Regions from separate parts of the Zea mays genome. Here region 2 is linked to region 1. Evidence: chromatin contacts called from public Hi-C data. All regions are on one chromosome and are shown on one strand. The core of a region is the stretch at or near the end of the contact, and the rest is flanking DNA. Distances in the headings are between cores, read along the strand shown.

The links. A called contact is a pair of places that touch in the nucleus more often than the background predicts.
Region 2: a contact with region 1 is called in a Hi-C map of leaf, with 7 times the contacts expected there. The contact joins the promoter of LOC100282594 here to the promoter of LOC100194209 in region 1. A contact is called at or near these places in 6 of 25 Hi-C or Micro-C datasets (ear, endosperm, leaf and 1 more).

Annotation. Positions count from the first base shown.
Region 1 is chr6:174,558,792-174,563,594 of Zm-B73-REFERENCE-NAM-5.0, forward strand. It overlaps LOC100194209 (Ribosomal protein L7/L12-like), which reads right to left and starts at 1,882. Exons shown (of 1, transcript NM_001139252.1): 1 at 357-1,882. The coding sequence starts at 1,848. The coding sequence ends at 1,186. It overlaps LOC100382435, which reads right to left. Exons shown (of 4, transcript NM_001368199.1): 2 at 3,580-3,775; 3 at 3,472-3,491; 4 at 2,855-3,131. The coding sequence ends at 3,101.
Region 2 is chr6:174,712,567-174,717,369 of Zm-B73-REFERENCE-NAM-5.0, forward strand. It overlaps LOC100282594 (Serine/threonine protein phosphatase 2A 57 kDa regulatory subunit B'), which reads left to right and starts at 2,975. Exons shown (of 3, transcript NM_001353132.1): 1 at 2,975-3,296; 2 at 3,397-4,707. The coding sequence starts at 3,571.

The sequences.
Region 1 (4,803 bases), core at 632-3,131:
TAGAGATCTAATCCTAAATTAGAGGGCACTAGATATGTTGATGTGTTCACTATGGATGTTTCCTTTTGTTTTATGGTTTTATGGTGAATATTTGTTATTTTTCGATCCATAATACCATATGCAGGAGACTGCAAAAGGATAGAACATTATGTTTCTATTATATAAAAAAGGCTCTGAAATCGTGATATCTCTCATAATGTATCGACGGTAAACCATGAGCCATAACATTGGGCTCCAAGTCTCCTGTTTGATTGTATACCTAATGTATTAAAAATCACCGTATATTTTCTACCACTTGTTTAAGGTTAGACGCTCAAATTCTTTGCCACATCTTGTTATGCCTAAAAGAATTTTGTAACGTTTTTACAAGTCATTAATGAAAGAAAAATCTTATCACAACTATAGCTACAAACAAAACACACTTCTAATCTAGTCAAACTAGCCTAACTTTAGGTGTGGCAAACCGTGAGTGAGACAGTGTACCAATCAGTCTACGTAAGGCAAGACGTCAACCAGAGGCCTAGAAGTAGAACACATGCTTTAATACTCCAACTGTGCATGCTTTTTATCTCAAATTTAGAAATAATTTATTCCCTGTTTCCTGTTAGCGAAGGCTATTCCTAAACAGGACAAGAAGAAACACATGATGACATGAATGATTGAAGACCGTTGAGCCTCGAAATTTCAGTAACAGTGCCGAGCCAAGCAGCATGCGGCATCAACCCTGAGGATAGAGAAGCGCATGGAGCTACAGCACCTGGCCACCTGCACATAGCATTATAGCAACAACAGTCGAGAGTTAAGTTGCATTCAATAAGAATCGATTTGTACATTCACAGAAACAAGAGCAAAATGTTATTGTATCCATATGGACATCCAGTCTCAAACAAGACCCTGCGATGAACAAAATAACTAACTATGTCATTTTAACTTCCCACAATTGAAAGGTCACAAATTCGAACATAATGACGAGCGATTGATGCCAATACCCTATAGCATTGCAGGATCAATGTTCATTTGATTAACGTGCTTGAAAACCTATTAGCGCTGTGCCACATCAATTTCCGCAAGTTCATAGAGGAACTGTCCACAATCCACCCGTCCATCCTTGCACTTAAAGTTGATCTGAAATGAAGCATAGATTCGCAGTTGCAGGATTTCACCGTTGAAAAAGGCTTGTTCTGATCAGTCCATGACGACCTTGGCGCCAACTGCCTTCATCCGCTCGATGATCGCCTTGGCTTCGTCCTTGGATAGGCCGCCCTTGATCACCGCAGGCGCCTTCTCCACCAGCTCCTTGGCCTCCTTCAGCCCCAGGTCGGTGAACGACCGGATCTCCTTGATCACCTTGATCTTGCTCGCAGCGTCGTAGCCCTCCAGCCGCAGCTCGAAGACGGTCTTCTCGGCCGCCGCCGCCGCCGCCGCCCCCGCCTTCTCCCCCGCCGCGCCGGCCGTGGCGGCGCCGCCCAGCCCCGCGGCGGAGTTGAGGATGGCGATGGGTGGTGCGGAGGGTATGTCGAGGCGGCGGAGGAGGAGAGAGGAGAGAGCCGCGGTCTCCGCGAGGGTGAGGGAGGAGACATCCTCGACGAGGCGCCACACGCGGTCGGACGGCAGCGGGCGGGACGGGGAGGACGGGTCGAAGGTGGAGGGGTCGTAGTTGGTGGGAAGCTTGCGTACGTCGATTAGCTCCTCGGCCGTAGCGGTGGAGAATGCCGCGGGTAGGCGGTGGCGTCGGAGAAAGAGGCGGTGGCCGGAGCGGAGCAAGGAGGAGGCCATGGCGACGAGGCTAGGGTTCTGGCCGTGGGGAGGGCGATGAGTTTGGAAGCTTGGATCTGGGGTTAGGCCCATGTAGAAATTTCGGCCCGATAACCCCCTCAGATGAGATGGGTTCAGTCAGGTTCGGCAGGACTGAGCTAGACTAAGGATGTTTGAACGTAATAGTTAGTTAGATAAAAAATTGTCAGTGTAATTAACTAATTTACTAAAAGATTTGTTGGCGAAAAAGCGAAGAAATAGGCTCGTCGTTCCATCACAATATCATCAAAAATAAGAAAAAAACGAATATCCTGTTTGGGTAGTTAAATGGAAATACCCTTTATGAGTGTTTTACGTAGAAATACTATTTTTGTCTATTTTGACGATCCACGATACATTAGTTAATATTTGAACTATTAGATAGAGTATTTAATGTCTCTAACTAATTTTAGTCACTAACTATTAGCTCCAGTACATTTAAATATTTCATAAGATTTAACAGAGTGAATTAAGCAGTCAGACTGTCCGAGCAATTTCAGTCATTTTGATCTCGAAAAGAAAAGAAACTCTATTTTGGGCTAGCAAAGGATAAACCAACAAATTAGTAAGCTGAGACAAACCTTCACAAGACAAGCCCACCATAAATACAGAAAGATAGTTTCGAATTCATGACCAGTGACTTAGGCTTTATTTGGTTATTCAAGTATTGAACCCAATTCACTTATGTTGATGTGGATTGTTGTGTAAATTAGTTTAAATTACACCCCAATTAACCTCAATACATGTGGATTAAACTCAATACTAAAGTACCCAAACTAAGCCTTAGGGGTTTTTTAATGCACTAAAGCTAATGGTTAGTAACTAAAATTAGCTATAGACATTCAAACACACTAGCTAATAGTTTAGGTATTAACTATTTTTAATAAGCTAGCTACTAGTAAGCTAGCAATTTTATAACCAACAAACTAACTTTAGTACATTTAAACACCCCTCAGTATTGTTTCGAATTCGTGACCTGGTGACTTAGTAGACTTAGTCAGTCAGTGAGACAGCACCAGACCGGCCATTCACATTTCAAGTGATAATGCAAAAAAATCCGAGTGTCCATCAATCAAAGTTTACATTCATTACTGGAAATGACAAATCACAACTGCTACAGATCATCCAAGCGAAGGAGTTGCTACATCAGTTTATGAGCTCTGCTTAGGTCCAACGATATAGTATCACAAAATATTATATCAACAATTACCAAAATAAAAACTGAGTGTACAAAGAGCCCATTGGGAATGTTCGACATCAGATGAAATTCCATATTTTCCTTGGAGGGTAGCTCTTTCTACGTCCATCAGAAGATATGAACAATGTCATAAGCAAATCTATCTCTCTCATCAAGGATGAACAAGAGCAGAGAAGGACCAACACTAAACCAGTTGAACATAGATAGGAAATAAGCATAAACATGTTTATAGATTAGGAAAAATAAACTGCTTCGCTGGTTCAGGGATTGTTTTGTCCGATTGACTAAAATATTGTTCATTTATATTCCACCAAAATAGATGGCAACAGTATGTTACCCAATATGCAACCAGTAGAGTATGAACATGTTGGTTTACCATCCCAACTATTTGCAATATTCAGCCTATCTACACAAGCACATGAAGAACAGAAATAGAGTATGAACAAGACTGTTTATAAATTATCGAAGAAAAAGGATACGTCCAGAACAGCACGAATGACTGCAAAGAAAATTGCATTGTATTAGTACATCATTAAACAACATGATAAGCAACAGAGTATGACATGGCAGTAAAATAAGGGCTTTACCATAAGGCCACCAAAAACTCCTTCAATTGAAATCCTGGTCCAACTATCGAAGTATGTCTGCACTGAAAACTTTGACTTTGCTAAGAGCCCGATAGATGCAACCATCATTATCAGAAAGTAGAAGACAAATCCCGTCAAGCCTGTGAATCCCCAGATTCCAGCAACAACTCCACCAATGATCGACAAGAATGTTCGACTGTGACATGAAAATACCTCTTGTTTAGGACAAGGGAAAATTGGCAGCTTAGCATCAAAGTTCAAAAGATTACATGTTTGGGAATGCACCATTAAAAGAATAGATCTTTTCCATCTAGCATTGAAAGATTGAACATTACTGGTATATAGCACTCTATCTCCTTCCGTTACATAAGTCTAAATCTTTCATTTTTTTGCAATTTACAAATATATGGGAATTACAAAAAAAAATACAGTTTTACCCCTGTGCCTAAATTCACCAAACAACTTGGTGCCTTGGCTGTTAGCTTTCCATCCCTCATGAACGAATAGCCCACACCACAGCCTCACGCACGCAGACAACTGCATAGGAGACAAGCAGCCCTCTCCAGTGCCCGAGACGCAGAGTTCCCCGGCGGCAGATCTTTCCTCCGACAACCCTCCCCCATCTTCCTCTGCAGCTCGAGCTCCTCCGCCCTCTCTCCAAACTGGTGTGCACCCTCCCCTTCCTCCCTCTCCATTTGCGTTACGAGTTCATGGTCCTAACCCCAGTATTTGAGGGTCATGTACTCATGATGTAAAATCGAGGGGGGATTGAGTTAGGGTGGATCCTACTGGGATTCCAGATGGGTAATCTTCTCTGACAATCTCCAAATTCTTCTACTTAGACATGTATATATATGAGTATGAGCACATAGCTGTGAAGTGAATGGGACCAGTGCTATGTGTATATATGAGTATGAGCATATTATGGTATGCAGGATGCTATGCTGCATTGCTGCTAAGTTATGATATATAATGTTATATGGTAGGTCCTGATGAATGTCCTTGTTTTACGTCCAGCAAGCCCAAGTATGTATTCATGCTACTGTGTTGTAAAGGGCAGGGGTATATATGTTTCTGTTAACGGAATTTTCACAGAAATGCTAGCAGTCAAAGAAATCCAACCTTTTAATGGTACACAGCAAAGGTTGGATCTTTTAATGGTATATTCACAAAAATGTGACCTATTAGTGGTACCTAGACAAACTTCCCATAGGATAAAGATAA
Region 2 (4,803 bases), core at 1,725-4,224, 150 kb after region 1:
TACATCTGAAATTGATTACTTGAGCTGTCTGGATGCTACTCTTGTTTATGACTTCACGCAGTGTTGTTTGTTGGGATTCTGACTTGTGACAATTGTATGTGGAAAGTCATTGCTAAATCTCCTTTTCTTAGTTACTTATTTGAGAATATATTTCATCCTATCTACGAGATCTTTTATCCTCAAATCAGTAGGGTGCCCGAAGGGCGCCAAATGTTCTAGTATGGTTAAAGAGGATTGTGGTATATGATAAGTTTTTTGCTGACTAAGACAGTATTTCTTTTAAGGTAGAGAAATATGTTAGAACGAGTAGGAATGAAAACGGTCGGTAAACACTAAAACCATTACCGTTTTCATATTTTTTATCGGAAACAAAATCGAAAACGATAACTTCGGAAACAGAAACGATATCGGTATTTCGGAAACATCAGAAACGAAAGTTCGGTGCGGGAAATACACCAATAACGGTCGAAATCTAAAATATGATCGGTAAACATATCAAACTTCACAACAAAATAAAATTGATAAAAGATCACAAAGACCACAAGTTCACAATTTATGATATAACAAGTTCACAATATAACAAGTTCACAAGGATCACAAATTTATAATATACAAAGTTTATAAAAATCATAAGTTCACAATATAACAAGTTCACAGTATAACAATTTCATAAAGATCACAAGTTCATAGACTCAAAGTTCACAATTCACAATATCCACTCGATTTAGTTGACATGGCATGCTTACTCATAAAATATTTTTTCCTCACATAAATGGTTTTTTCACAGCATCACATGAAAACCCTAAAATCTAGTACGTGGAAAAGACAGACCGTCGGCTCTTTATCATTATATATTACTAATACATAACATGTGCATAGAAAATGGTGGATTCGTTCGAGAGACCAAATCGTTAATCTCAACTGCCCTCCAACACCATCTATCTCAAAAAAAAATCTTAAAACGTCCAAAAAAATACAAAAATAAGTACTTTATCTAGAGACGTACAGGCGATGCGAAAAAATCACATGCTGGAAAATTCTGAGACACAATTCTGGAAAATTCCGAGACACAAATCCGGTAATTTCCGACAAAAAACCGGTAACTGAAGGAAACGGTCGGTAAAACACCACACCGATTCCAATACCGATAGAAAATTCCGAAAATCGATTCCGTTTTCAAAAAATACCGTTACCGGTGAATCCGATCGAAAAATTTCGAAACCGGTTTCCGAAATTCCGAAAAATTCTGAAACCGTTTTATCCCTAAGAACGAGTGTGGATAGCTGTTGGGGCCATGCTTCGTTGCGCCGAAGGTCTTGCGTGAAGAAGCAGCTTCGGCTGAAATCGTCCCCAGGAAATGGCCGAAGGTTCCTTTTTATAGAGCTTCGGCGTTGCAAACCGACATAAAGATAGAATGACCTTTTTATCCATAGAGGTCTAAGATAATGTTGTAAACTTTTGTAAAGGGCATAATTATAATTCGTCACAGGCTGCGTCCTGTGTCTATAAATAGATGAACAGTACCCCCGTACTGGACACACGAACCTGTCATTTGCCTTCACATCACACTTGTATTCTTCAAGACCGAAGGTACATTTGTAATTTGGAGTCATTTACATTCGTTTATAATAATAAAAATGGAGATGATTTTATGATAACATTTAAGTATTTTCATATCTCATGATTTATATGAATGCTTCGTTCCTCATTGTCACGCTTACGAAGCTACGTCCTTCGTAACCTTCGTCCGAGATGCTTTATATCCCAAAGGGATATAATGTTATGGAGGACGAAGGACTTTTACACTTAACATTTTCTATGTTGCCTTGTTCTTAATTCTTAGCATTTGAGAACAAGTCCCCAACAATAGCCTTATAGAAAAGGTGTACAGTCGCCCTAAGCACTGCGCCTTTGTGACGGTAGCCTACGCCTCGTTCAGCAAATGTCCTTTACAAGTACTGGGCAGGGACCATGGCGCCAATATAATGAGGGCAATGAGCGTTCGAATCAGTCATCTGTCACACTACTAACTAGGCATGAATGCGTGCATGATGGAGGCCCTGGACCGGAGTTGCCAAGACGGTCAGAACTGAAGAATTGCCGGAGGAGCTCGTGTTCCGTGATTGTTTTTGCATGAGTATGCCTGCACTGCACTGCACCCTCTCATTGCACAACTGTGACGGATGGGCGCTGGTTCCGCACATGCCGAGTGTCTGCTGCCACGCTCTCCCGACGCCGAGCCGAGCCCGCGGCCAACTACAGGCAAGCACAGTCTCGTCGCTGCAGCGCGGCCGGCAGGCCCCCTGCGGCGGGACAGCGACGGAGCCGGCCAGCCGGGGCTGCTGGTCCGGCCCACCGCACGGCCGCCGCTGAGGTCACACGGTACGCGGGCGCGGCCGACCCATCTGCCCCCTCCGTCCCCGCACCCGGCCGACGGACGGCCGGGATAATCCCTCCCCGCCCGTGACCACGTCTCCTTTCGAATTAAAGCGCCGTGCCCACCCAAGGACGGGGGCGCCGGACCGCCGATTAAAGCCTGCGGTTTGCACATGCACCCCTGCGTTCCTGCGCAATTACGCCCGTTTAATCGTCGACAAAGCGGGAGCAATTCCCAAGTAAAGCCAGGATCCTCTTCGATACAGAAGCTGTGAATCCACCTCGCTTCTTGTCTCATTGCCACCTGGGCCCCATACGTTAGGGTGCAAAATGAAAAAAAAGAACACAGTTTTCTCTGAAAGAAAAAAAACCTAGATCCGTTTTTTTCTTGGATTAGAGTTAGGAGAGCTGTAGACAAAGCCCCCGCCACCGGATTTGGGGTGATGAGATTTCGCTTCATCTATCTGCACGGGCCTCGTGAGCCGTACACCGCAGACCGTCACTTTAATTGCTTCTTTGTCCGTACATGCCCCGTGATAAACAAACCATTCCCCGCAAGAAACAGCAAACAGGCACAGCCCTCCCCTCCTCCACTCCTCGCCCTCTCTCTCTCTCTCTCTCTCATCCCGTCCCGAGAAGCGGACAAAGCGCGGCGCTGCAGATTTCGATCCGGTTCCCAATGCCTCCCATGCTCGCCGTCGCCCCGTGCTAGCTCCTCTCCCGTCTCCGCTTCCTCCACCTGCCGCGCCAGCGCCACGCCGCCTGGATCCGGCGAGCGCGTGGCCGGGAGCCTCAGATCCGAGCGAAACCCAGCCTTCCCGTGGTGACGGCCTTCGCTCTAGCTCCAGATTGGCTGGCGGCTGCCATTCCTCCTCCTCCTCTTCTCGCTCGAGGTTTCAAGGCGGGTCCGTTCAGCTCTGGTGGGTTTTCGGGTTTGCTCATACTTTTTCTTCGGTTGGTTTGCTTCAGCGTGGTCCAGATTTAGCTGCATTTTCTCGGGCTGTGTTTTTTCTGTGCCAGAAATCTACGGAGGAGTCTTGCCGCCGCTTTAAACGTAGAGGTAGAGCTGTAGTATATATTTTGGCGAGTAATCCTGCTTCTTGCTCCGTTCCCGTGCTAGTGCTGGCGTGACAGTGGAAAGGCTTACTGTTGCCATGGTATTGGTGTGACGAACCCGTCAAGGTTTTGCGCAAGATGTGGAAGCAGCTCCTCAGCAAGCTGCCCCGGAAGTCGCCGGCCTGCGGGGATTCGGGCCAGTGCAGCAATGGCACCGGTATACAGCGCACGAGCAGCTGCGGGAGCATCCCGCCCGGCCGCCCGGCCTCCGCCATCCGGCGCATGTCATCCGCCGTCTTCCCCTCGAGTGTCGTGGCCGGTATCGAGCCGCTGGTCTCGTTCAAGGATGTCCCCAACTCGGAGAAGCAGAACCTGTTCGTCAGCAAGCTGAGCCTGTGCTGCGTCGTCTTCGATTTCTCGGACCCGAACAAGAGCTCAGTGGAGAAGGATATCAAGAGGCAGGCATTGCTGGATCTTATAGAGTTTGTCGAGTCGACCAACGCTCGCTTCTCGGAGGCAGCCATCGCGGCCTGCTCTAGGATGTGTGCCATCAACCTGTTCCGGGCGTTCCCTCCGAGTTGCAGATCTGGCTCATCAGGTGGTGGTGAGGGCGACGAGGAAGAGCCAATGTTCGACCCCGCGTGGTGCCACCTGCAGCTTGTTTATGAGCTGCTGCTGAAATTTATCGGATCCTCGTCCTTGGACGCGAAGGTAGGGAAGAAGCACTTTGATCACTCATTCATCGTGAAGCTCCTTAATCTTCTTGACTCCGAGGATCCAAGAGAGAGGGATTGCTTGAAAACTATTCTGCACAGGGTATATGGGAAGTTCATGGTACACCGTCCTTTCATCCGCAAAGCAGTGAGCAACATATTTTACCAGTTTGTCTTTGAGACTGATCGGCACAATGGGATCGCGGAGCTGCTGGAGGTCTTTGGCAGTGTCATTAGTGGGTTTGCATTGCCTCTGAAAGAAGAACACAAGATCTTTCTTTGGAGAGTTCTGATTCCTTTACACAAACCAAAATCTGTTGGTGTGTATCTTCAGCAGTTGACCTACTGTGTAACACAGTTTCTGGAAAAGGACCCAAAGCTTGCAAGCTCAGTGATAATTGGTTTGTTAAGATATTGGCCGATAACAAACTGTCAGAAGGAAGTGATGTTTCTCAGTGAGATTGAAGAGATCTTGGAGTCTACCAGCCAAGCAGAATTTCAGAAATGTATGGTACCGTTGTTTCGGCGAATTGCTCATTGTATTACCAGTTCCCACTTCCAGGTAACATGCCCTGACAAATCTAATCTAATAAGTGTTTCAGTTGCTTGTTGCAGTATGCATCTCAATAACCCAGGTGCCATATGGAATTAGGTTCAT